3 separate regions of the Mus musculus genome follow, and regions 1 and 3 are each linked to region 2. The links are chromatin contacts, called in public HiChIP or PLAC-seq and Micro-C maps. All regions are on one chromosome and are shown on one strand. Each heading gives the region's core, a stretch centred on a gene start, on an enhancer-like site or on the middle of the called end of the contact. The rest is flanking DNA. Distances are from core to core; before and after follow the strand shown.

Region 1 (3,504 bases), core at 647-3,146, 110 kb after region 2:
CCATTGGACTTGCAAACTTTATATGCCCCAGTACAGGGGAACGCCAGGGCCAAAAAGGGGGAGTGGGTGGGTAGGGGATTGGGGGGGTGGGTATGGGGGACCTTTGGGATAGCATTGAAAATGTAAATGAGGAAAATACCTAATTAAAAAAAACTGAAAAAAAAAAAAAGGATAGACAACTGTAAGTCATGTATGCAGCAAAAAAAAAAAAAAAAGAATTCATTGAGACCACATCTGGGAAAACAAAACCAAAAACAACAAACCCAATCTGACCCAATCCCTGCCATATAAGCAAGCATTCAGTGGGTATCATTTTCTGTCTTGCTGGAGTGAGAGATGCCCTTAGGTCAGTGGGTTCAGAATCTGTATCCACCATGGCCCTTTGACCTCTCACCGTCATGCAGTGGTGGCAGCTGTCATTGGTACATAAAGATGAACCACCCCTGTGTCAGGCTGTCTGTGCTGTGAGACATGCTTCCGGAAGCCGGGTTTGTCATTACCCCTGGGGTTGCAAGGATAGGATGTTCAGGTAGCCAGGGCTTAGACAATCATCTGTGTCTGCAGCCAGGCCCAGCCAGCCCGAGAGAATAAGCTAGTGACTTGGCTAAGCCGCGCTTGTGGCAGCAGTGCATCCCATGAGACAGTGGGTGCGTGCTTTTTGGGTTTTGTTCTTATTTATTAGTATGTTGGCAGGGTCTCTCTACATAACCTTGACTATCCTGGAACTCATTGTAGACCAAGCTGCCCTAGAACTCGTAGAGACCCTCCTGCCTCTGCCTCCCGAGTGCTGGGATAAAAGGTGTGCATCACCGCACTCAGCCTGATTCTTTCAAAATAGAGTTGGCTGGGCAGTGGTGGCGCACACCTTTAATTGCAGCACTTGGGAGGCAAAGCCAAGTAGATCTCTGAGTTCAAGGCCAGCCTGGACTACAGAGCTATTCCCAGTGTGGCCATGGCTAAACAGAGAAACCCTGTTTGGAAAAATTAATTAATAAGGGAGAGAAAGGGAGAGGGAGTTTGTGTGTGTAGATGCGTGTACATGCATGTAGATGCCTCAGAAGCTAGTAGCAGGGACATTGGGTCCCCTGAAGCTGGGGTGATCGACTATCACGAGCTGCCTGAAGTAACTGCTGAGCCATCTCTCTAGCCCCAGTGATGGGAGTCTTTGTTCCAGGAGGTGGGCAGAGTCTCAGTCTCCAAAAAAGTAGTCATAAGCTGAATTGTCCCAAGAGTTGTTAGGACCCTGTAATGGGACTCAGATCCTTCAACACAGGAACTTTTCCAGGTTTCTAACTCTGAATCTGAACTCTAGGACCTGACAGTTAACCTGAGGTTTCAAGCTATAGTACAGAGCCCTCTTGCTGACCACATAGAACCCTCTTACAGACACCCGATAGCAGCTTACTGAATGAGTGACTATAGGGCGGCTCTGTTGTGTGAGAGAGAGATGTGGCATACTCCTGTGTTGTGAGAGAGAGAGAGATGTGGCATGCTCTTGTGTTGTGTGAGAGAGAGATGTGGCATGCTCCTGTGTTGTGAGAAGGAGAGAGATGTGGCATGCTCCTGTGTTGTGTGAGAGAGAGAGATGTGGCATGCTCCTGTGTTATGTGAGAGAGAGAGATGTGGCATGCTCCTGTGTTGTGAGAGAGAGAGATGTGGCATGCTCCTGTGTTGTGTGAGAGAGAGAGAGAGAGAGATGTGGCATGCTCCTGTGTTGTGTGAGAGAGATGGGGCATGCTCCTGTGGGCTTGTTGTCCCAGCGTTGTGGGAGGGAGTGGTGCTAGCCTGTCACTCTCAGACCACACTCCTGCTTCCAGGCCCTGAAAGCCAACTTTGGTCCAGTGCATTCTTGCACAGTGGAACCAGGAATGAGGGCGGGCTTCCTTCCCTTGGGGCAGCCTGGGCGGTTCCCTGAATGGGTTCTCTAGCTGTGCAGGTTGAGGAGAGAACCTGTACTGGTTTGTCTTGAGGGTGTCTGCTGAGTCTAGAGCTCCCCCTGCTGTCAGAAAATGGAAGGGCTCACATGGCCTTACCGTTTTCTCTCCTATTATTACTATTTTTAACATTGTCTTTAATCTAAACAAAACTGCTGCCAGGATGGTGAAGCTCCTCTGAGCATGCTCCCAGGAGGCCCACCCCTGGGAATGGAGGGGCGGAAGCACAGAGGCCAGGCAGGATAGGTCCTATCTGTGTCTTGCTACTTTTAGTGGCTCCCACCACAGGCCTGGAAGGTTATCTTTGCACACAGTCTCACACTGTCTGCAGCCTTGGGCAGCAGAACTGAAACCGACCACAGCCTCACATGCTTCTCACCTACTGCCATTGCTCCCTAGCGAAGGGAGCCACACGCCCCCTGTCCTCCCCGGCGTCTTAAGTTGTCATGTGTCGCCTTACAAGAGACTTGGAGTGCTCATGCTGCATTTGCAGAGGAGCTGTGGCCGGGCTTACCATTAGTGACAGAAGCTCAGCAGACCCCAGAATGGGACCCAGCTTTCACGAGGGTCAGCCAACAATGACTGAAATTTTCATAGTTCTCAAAGATAAACCTGAGAGTCATTCTAACCAAGCCGTTAGTCCCGGCTGAGCAAAGATGCTGCCCTGTGAGGGGTCGGGCCTCTGCTTTCACCTCCCTATGTGGCCACTGCAATTTCTAATAAGACAGAAAAAGTGTGGTGGGTGCAGCTCACAGATCTGCCCAAGCCAGGCAGTCATGGAGCTAACTGGTGGGATGGAGAATGGTGTAGCACTGAGCCAAAGGTCAAGAGGTCCTGCTGTCCCCAGGGGTCTCAGAGTGACCAGCCATAAAGACACATGCTTGTTGGGTGCCAGGTGGCATTTCTCGCCTGCAGTGGTAGTGCTGTACATGGAGTGTCACTAGGAGGTGGGTTCTGCTGCTGTTTGGGGTTTTGGTTCTGGGACTGAGCCCAGGGGCTTGCCTGTGCCATGCAGGCACTCCAGCACAGAGCTAGCCTCAGTCTCTAAATGTAATTCTTTTATGGTTCTTTTCTCAACAGCTTTGAAAAGCCCCGCTGCATTTCATGAGCAGAGAAGAAGCCTGGAGCGGGCCAGGGTAAGGCTCCCTCCTCACCCCCACCCCCCACCCCCGACCTGCAGAGTACACCGTCAGCACCAGCCAACTGCGTTTCCTTCCAGTCTAGCACAGCTTTGGGGTCAGCCCTCACCTTGTAGCTCTACTCTAGGTTTCTACTATAAAACCTTGGCCTTTCCTGTTTCTCCCCTCCCCCCCCCAGCCACTCTCCCTGGTAGAATATAGACAGAGTGAGACTCTCTTTTTAGTACCTTGGAGGCCTTGTGAAGGTCACCAGAGCTCCCTCCCCAAACCTGGCCTAAAGACGTCTCATCTTCCCTCCACCGACTCCATTTAGGCTCACGTAGGTGATCTGCACCAGTCCTGCCCATGGCTGCTCCACTCGAGAGCACACTGCCCACAGCCTATGGGCTCCAGGGAACCTCCATCTCCACCTGCCCCAAAGCAGCCAGCAT
Region 2 (3,018 bases), core at 386-2,885:
CCTGCTGAGCCATCTCACCAGCCCCCTGGAACTTGCTCTTTAGACCAGGCTGGCCTCGAACTCATAGCGACCCATTTGTCTCTGCCTCCGAAGTGCTGGGATTAAAGGCATCATATGCCACCACTGCCCAGCCCATTAAATCTTTTTTTTAATTTAATTTATTTATTTTATGTATATAAGTATACTGTAGCTATCTTCAGGCACACCAGAAGAAGGCATCAAGATCTCATTACAGATGGTGTGAGACACCATGTGGTTGCTGGGAATTGAACTCAGGACCTCTGGAAGTCAGTGCTCTTAACCGCTGAGCCATCTCTCCAGCCCCCATTAAATCTTTTTAAAAAGTAGCCATACAGAGACAAAATTAACAAACTTTGCAATTCTGCACAGGCAAAACATCCAACTTACTGCTGCTTAGGGAGTTGTAAACATGCCCAGCATCACCACTGCTGGTGTTAGAACACCTCCATCACTCCATGATGGACCTGTGCCATTTCCCTTTGCCTACTCCCTGCTTTCGTTTCTGTGCGTTTCCTTGTTGTGAGCTTTTGTGTGATTGGGATCATACAGTAGATAGACTTTGCGTGCTCCACAGCACTTGCTGTGTGCACACCTGACTTCCACAGCTGTAGTGGCTGTGAGCTGTTCGTTGTAGTTTTGTTTCATGTCTCCTACTGACAGTGGTGTGGGATCTCCTGGTATGCTTATTGTTCATCTGCATGCATTCATTTCTCTTTTAATTCTTAAATCTTAAGATATCCTTATATATGATCTTAATTCCCTACTTAATGATGCTTTGTATATTTTCTGTGTGACTTTTTCCACCTCTATGGAGCCCTGGCTGGCCTAGAACTCCTATAGAGAACTTATAGGAGGCTCCTGCCTCCCTCCAGGTGCTGAGTGCCTGGGTCTTTTTTCATTGCTCTTGATATTATCAGAGGGTAACCTTGAGAGTGTCGCTTTTAGTTTTGACGTAGTCCAGTTTATCTACTCAGAATTTTATGATATTTATTTATCTTGGAGAGAGATGTGTGTGTGTGTGTGTTGTGTGTGTAATGTCTGGAGGTCAGAGCACAACTTCTACGGGAGTCAGTTCCCTCCTTTTTTTCCCTTTTGGGTGCCCTCAGCCTTTGTGGCAAACACCTTTACTTTGTGAGCCATACCTAGTATTACCTGATGGAAGCCCATGAATGCGCACTCTGTTGTGGCATCTGCAGGTGTTGCTTTACTTTAGCCTCATGTTCGTGTAATGCAAAGGGTTTCATTCGGCTCCCGTTCCCTGGCACCTCACACCGCGCAGTAGGGTCCGCCTGCTCTGGGACTTTTCTTCTCGACACTGACTTGTCTTGGCATAACTTGTTAGTCAGTGTGATCATTTAAATTGGAGCTGAGGTCTTGGAGGTTTGTTCTGACCCTGGAGGACTGCTTCTAGCTGCCTCTCCTGGTTCTCAGTGCTGAGCTGGCTACCCTGCGGTTTAGATTGTTATTCCTAAGTAAGAGGAGCTGTTTTTCAAGATGCTTTCAGGCTTGAGTCCCCCAGCCTGTTTAAATAGAAACAGTTCCTCTGTGGAGAACTTGGGAGCTTCCTGTGGATCGCCTCTGCTCTTGGGCAGATCTCTGAGTCATTCCTTCGGACCTTGGCCAGGGGGTTGCTTGTGGTCTTTTTGATTTGCCTCAGAGCGTGGAATTTTTGCCCAGTGATGGAGCTGGAGCCCCAGCATTTTGAGACTCTTGTTGCTTGGGTGGAGCCTCTGTACTACGGTGCCCCGGGCTTTTGGTCTCAGCAGGAATTTAACCTCCTCATCCTAAAGGATGAGAGAGGCTAGTGGCTACTCTTTCTGGTGTTGGATCTGGAGCTAGAGCAGGGTGCTCCCTTTGGTCACTTAACTCTTTCGGGTAGGGATGGGGTGTAAGCTGGTCAAGGGATGCTGGTTCTCGCTCACTGTCAGAGTGTCAGCCTTTCCTCATTTGCAGTGTCTCCTGAGGGGCACTTGTAGAGAGAGCTTTTAATGGTTGCTTCTCCTAAGTGGTTTTCCTTGGCCTTGCTCATTTTCCTGAGAAGTCTTTTGAGTTCTTCTTGTTGAAATCATGGGAGTAGGAAACATAACATAATCCCTAGTTGGGATCACTTTTTTTTTTTTTTTTTTTTGGTTTTTCGAGACAGGGTTTCTCTGTGTAGCCCTGGCTGTCCTGGAACTCAGTTTGTAGACCAGGCTGGCCTCGAACTCAGAAATCCGCCTGCCTCTGCCTCCCGAGTACTGGGATTAAAGGCCTGCGCCACCACGCCCGGCTGGGATCACTTTTTTAAAAAAATATTTTTTAAACTTTTTTTTTTTGAGACAATATTTTGCTGTATTGCCCTAGCTGACCTGGAACTTACTATGAATCCTATAGTAAGGCTGGTTTTCAACCTAGAATCCTCTGCCTCAGCCTCCAGTCATGTGCTACTATGCCTGGCTTTAATAGCAGCTCAATTTCAGTAGCGTCTAACTTCATAACTCTGTATCCCCCTTTGTGTTGAAATGGTCGAGATTTACAATGTGCCCATTAAATCTACTTACATAGGTTCAATTTTTGGATTCTGTGCTTCTTATTTTCATAAGACAGAAGAAAACCAAATTAACTCATACTGTTTTTGTGCTCACTTCTTTGATTCATTTCTCAGTGCTTTGTATTATAGTTTTTGTGTGTTTGCATTTGAATTGGTGTTTTATTTCAACCTGAAGGACTCCTAGCATGTCTTGTAGGTCAGGTCTGCTAGCAAATAGTTTTCCCTTCTATGTGGAAAAGTAAGTTTTGATAGAAGTGTTGACTTTGAATTTGTCATCCACTGTGTCTGGTGCCCACTGAGCAAGCAGTCAGCTCTTCACTGTGCTGAAGATCTTTGTGCATCATATATCTATATCTATATCTATATACACACACACATACACACACATTACATACATACACATATATACACATACACATATTACATACATAATATTTATATAAACACATACATATATATATACACAC
Region 3 (3,417 bases), core at 907-3,406, 67 kb after region 2:
GTAGTCATTGTCGGGTTTACTGTCTCATATATACCTTTATTTGAGTTAGGTTTGCACATGGTCCAACCTGAACTGATCTGATCGTACCTCAGCCTCCCAAGTGCCTGGATCATAGGCATATGCCACCATGCCCGTGTGTGCACTGCTGGGCAGGGGACTCAGGACCTCATGCTGTTAGACAAGCCAGCGGAGCCACAGCACCAGTCCTCTCCCAGCCTTGCAGATAAGAATAAAAGGTGTCTTGTCTGTTGCTTCTGGAGATCCCCAGTGGTCTGAAGTGCTGTCTTCTCACTTCCTGACCCAATTCTGTCCCCTCCTCATCCCCTTTCACATCCACGCTGCTGAAAATAAAAATGGTTTTTCTGTTTCTCCTCCTTTGTTCTCCATTTCTCACGAAGTTGTTGTCACTCTCTTAACTTTGTGCATTTCTCCCCTGTGGTTGGTGCTCATCTAACCTTGTAAGCAGACTCCCTCCACCTCCCCTCTCCATCCCTCCTTCCCGCCAGAAAAATCTATATTTTGAGGATGTTATGTTTTTGTTTTTTGATAGGAGGTCTCACTCTATAGCCCCAAGTGGCCTGAAACTCACTCTCTGTAGACCAAGCTGGCCTTGAACTCAGAGATCTGACTGCCTCTCACTCTCAAATTTTGGGACTAAAGGTGTGTGCCACCATGCCCAGCTTCCTGCCACTCTGGATTCATCTCAGAGGTGTCCTCTTGGTAGAGGCCTGCGCTGAGTCCTCCCAGCCATGCAGGCATCTATTTCTCAGTTCCTAGCAGAGTGCTGTCAGATTGAGGGAATGTCCTGGTGGGTACACGTCCACTGGGTTGGTAAGCCTAGTCAGAACTGTCAGATGCGCTCAGAGTGGGCTGGTGTGTTTTTCTGTCTGTGTTCACATGCTTGATACTTGGTAGTCAGACAGCAAATATCAAAAGGAGAGCAAGGGACAGCAAGATGACTTAGTGGGTGAGAACACTTGACGTGCAAACCCGAGGACCTGAATTTAAGCCCCAGAGCCCATGTGAAGGTGTAAGGAGAAAACAAACTCACAAAGCTGTCCTCCAGCCACCACACATGCACCTTGGTGTGTGGTTCAGGGGCTGGAGAGATGGCTTAGTGGTTAAGAGCACTGACTGTTCCTCCAGAGGTCCTGCGTTCAAATCCCACAACCACATGGTGGCTCATAACCATCTGTAATGAGATCTGATGCCCTCTTCTGGTGTGAGCTCTAGTGTACTCATATACATTAAATAAATAATAGTTATTAAAAAAGTAAGTAGTGTGGTTTGTCCCATGCTATTGTAAGTCTGGGGAGCACTCCATTTTAGAGATGGGACGCCCTCAGTGGAGATGGAAGTGATGCCTTGAGGGACGTAGCTGAGTGGTAAACAGTACACCTAAACCTGAAAACAAGAGTCCTGCTTCCTGTCCAGCATCCTTTTCTCCTGTTTGTTTTGGGGCACGTCACCCCAAAAATATGTGTTTAAAAAGTCAGTGCTTTCTGAAGATACGTACCAAAGGGAAGAAGATGAAAAATAAAATTTTTCTATTTCTGCCCCAAATGGAGCCTGCCCTCCTCTGTGCTGTGTATGGGCACGTTTCTATCTATGTCACATACACGGTGACGACACCAGCTCACACTTACCAAATGACTATAGAGTGGGCACTGTCTTCAGTGTTCCACATGTGCTCAGTTGTTGATTACAGCGACCCGAAATGGATTATCTCATCCCTACTTTATAAGTGAGGAAACAGTGACACAAAAGGAGGAGTATCTCAAGGTCTCAGAGTTAGCAGGTGGTAGGCACAGCACTTAACTCAAGGCATCAGCTCTAGAGCTTTTTTTTTTTTTTTTTTTTTTTTAATCTAAGAAATGTTTTTGTATACAAGTAATGGGCATATGTTTTAACTAAACATTCTGGGTTTTTTGTTGTTGTTTGTTTTGTTGTTTTTTTATGAGCTTTTAAAAAAAGGAAAGAAAATCACAACAAATCTGTAAAACAGTGAAGAGTCTGCTTCTAGACCGTTGCCAGGTTAGGAGAAAGGGAAGGAAAAGACAAATTCTTACAGAGCCTGCATTCCTCACTCCTCAGTCCTGATGAGTAACACTGTAGTCTCCTTCTTGAAGAGACAAGAAAAGAAGTCAGCTTCTGTGTGGTGGTGAGCTTCCCTTTCAGGAATGTAGTTCAGTGGGTTCTGCAAAGGATGATCCAGCCCTGCAGTGGCTTGCAGTTTGTTTGTTTGATTGATTGCTGAATATTTATTATTTCTATGAATTGGTACATTTTATACCACTCACAAATAAAAAACATTTAACTTGTTTCTAGTTTGAGGTAATTACTGACATGTGTGTTCGGGTATGGCCCTTATGTGGACAGACATTTTTTATCTTTCCTGAGTAGGTGCTAGTTTTATGTCAACTTGACACAAGGCAGAATCATGAGAGAGAAAGGAACTGCATTTGAGAAAAGGCCTCCATAAGATCTGGCTGTAGGGCATTTTCTTTGTTAGTGATCGATGGGGAAGGACCCAGCCCATTGTGGGTGGTACCATCCCTGAGCTGGTGGTCCTGGGTTCTATAAGAAGACAGACTGAACAAGCCAGTAAGTAGCACCCCTCCATGGCCTCTGCATCAGCTCCTTCCTCCAAGTTTTTTCCCTGTTTGAGTCCCTGTCCTGACTTTCTTCAGGGATGGACTACAATGTGGAAGTGTAAGCCAAATGAACCCTTCCTCCTCAGCTTGCTTTTTGGTCATGGTGTTTCATCCCAATATTAGAAGCCCCAGGTCACTCAGGGATGGGATTTCTGGCTTGGATAATAGGAAGTTTAAGTTCATAAGAAACTTGTAAACTATTTCTAGAGGAACATTTGTGTTCAAGAACCCTGGTTGTTCCCTATCCTCTGCACTGGAATCTTTTGGCGTTTTTTATTCTGATGGCTAAGTAACCTCATAGGTGCTCTTGTTGGAAAGGGTGTGGCTGAACTAGGAGTTTCTGATGAGAGGATTGCCTTCGTTCTTCCCTTTCTGATTCACTAATACTTATCACTTTTCATTAAGTGGGGGTGGATGAAGAGAGGCTTTGATAGCCCACTTCCCAGCTGGCTCTGAGGAGGAGCCGTGGCGAGGACAGTGATGCACTAGGTTCCTGAGCTTTACCTGTTCTCCTTCCCCTGGAACACATTACCCAGCATAGAGGTTTGTATTCCTCTGCGTTGCGTGCCTTGCCTTGCTCAGCTTCCGCACGCCAGGAAACCTAGTGTGGGAAGGATATGCTGGCATGTCTGCACTGCCAGCCTTGGTATCTGACCTGTTACTATCTCTATTGGTTGGTGGTTCTCGGCCTTCCTAATGTTGCAACCCTTTAATACAGTTTTTCATGCTCTGGTGATCCCAGCCATGAAATTATTTTTGTTGC

The links. A called contact is a pair of places that touch in the nucleus more often than the background predicts. HiChIP or PLAC-seq counts read pairs in DNA pulled down with a chosen protein or histone mark.
Region 1: a Micro-C map of palatal mesenchyme shows a contact between it and region 2, with 2.1 times the contacts expected there. The contact joins two enhancer-like sites. A contact is called at or near these places in 1 of 15 datasets of contacts at CTCF or cohesin (the NIH/3T3 cell line), 3 of 484 Hi-C or Micro-C datasets (double positive thymocytes, palatal mesenchyme and uterus), 2 of 115 datasets of contacts at active chromatin or transcription factors (the NIH/3T3 cell line and intestinal villus epithelium) and 3 of 9 other capture datasets (adipose tissue, liver and pancreatic islet).
Region 3: an H3K27ac HiChIP or PLAC-seq map of embryonic fibroblasts shows a contact between it and region 2, with 24 read pairs. The contact joins two enhancer-like sites. A contact is called at or near these places in 3 of 15 datasets of contacts at CTCF or cohesin (CD8 T cells, the NIH/3T3 cell line and large pre-B cells), 35 of 484 Hi-C or Micro-C datasets (8-cell embryo, the AML12 cell line, B cells and 22 more), 13 of 115 datasets of contacts at active chromatin or transcription factors (CD8 T cells, the HPC-7 cell line, the NIH/3T3 cell line and 9 more) and 3 of 9 other capture datasets (adipose tissue, liver and pancreatic islet).

The regions. Positions count from the first base shown.
Region 1 is chr15:81,026,228-81,029,731 of GRCm38.p6, reverse strand. Mrtfa (myocardin related transcription factor A) reads left to right here. Exons shown (of 14, transcript NM_001082536.2): 4 at 3,015-3,070. Among named protein-coding and RNA genes, the nearest start is that of Sgsm3, 50 kb to the right of the region's middle. Within about 2 kb of position 1,896, at least 125 of the 459 cell types and tissues checked have an H3K27ac peak or open chromatin away from gene starts, as enhancers often do. A contact at or near this core is called in palatal mesenchyme, where this site is marked.
Region 2 is chr15:81,136,093-81,139,110 of GRCm38.p6, reverse strand. The region is part of intron 1 of Mrtfa (myocardin related transcription factor A); the gene reads left to right. Among named protein-coding and RNA genes, the nearest start is that of Mrtfa, 53 kb to the left of the region's middle. Within about 2 kb of position 1,635, at least 101 of the 459 cell types and tissues checked have an H3K27ac peak or open chromatin away from gene starts, as enhancers often do. A contact at or near this core is called in the C2C12 cell line, the HL-1 cell line, the NIH/3T3 cell line and 6 more, where this site is marked.
Region 3 is chr15:81,069,395-81,072,811 of GRCm38.p6, reverse strand. All of the region lies in intron 2 of Mrtfa (myocardin related transcription factor A), which reads left to right. Among named protein-coding and RNA genes, the nearest start is that of Sgsm3, 93 kb to the right of the region's middle. Within about 2 kb of position 2,156, at least 55 of the 459 cell types and tissues checked have an H3K27ac peak or open chromatin away from gene starts, as enhancers often do. A contact at or near this core is called in the C2C12 cell line, the HL-1 cell line, the NIH/3T3 cell line and 5 more, where this site is marked.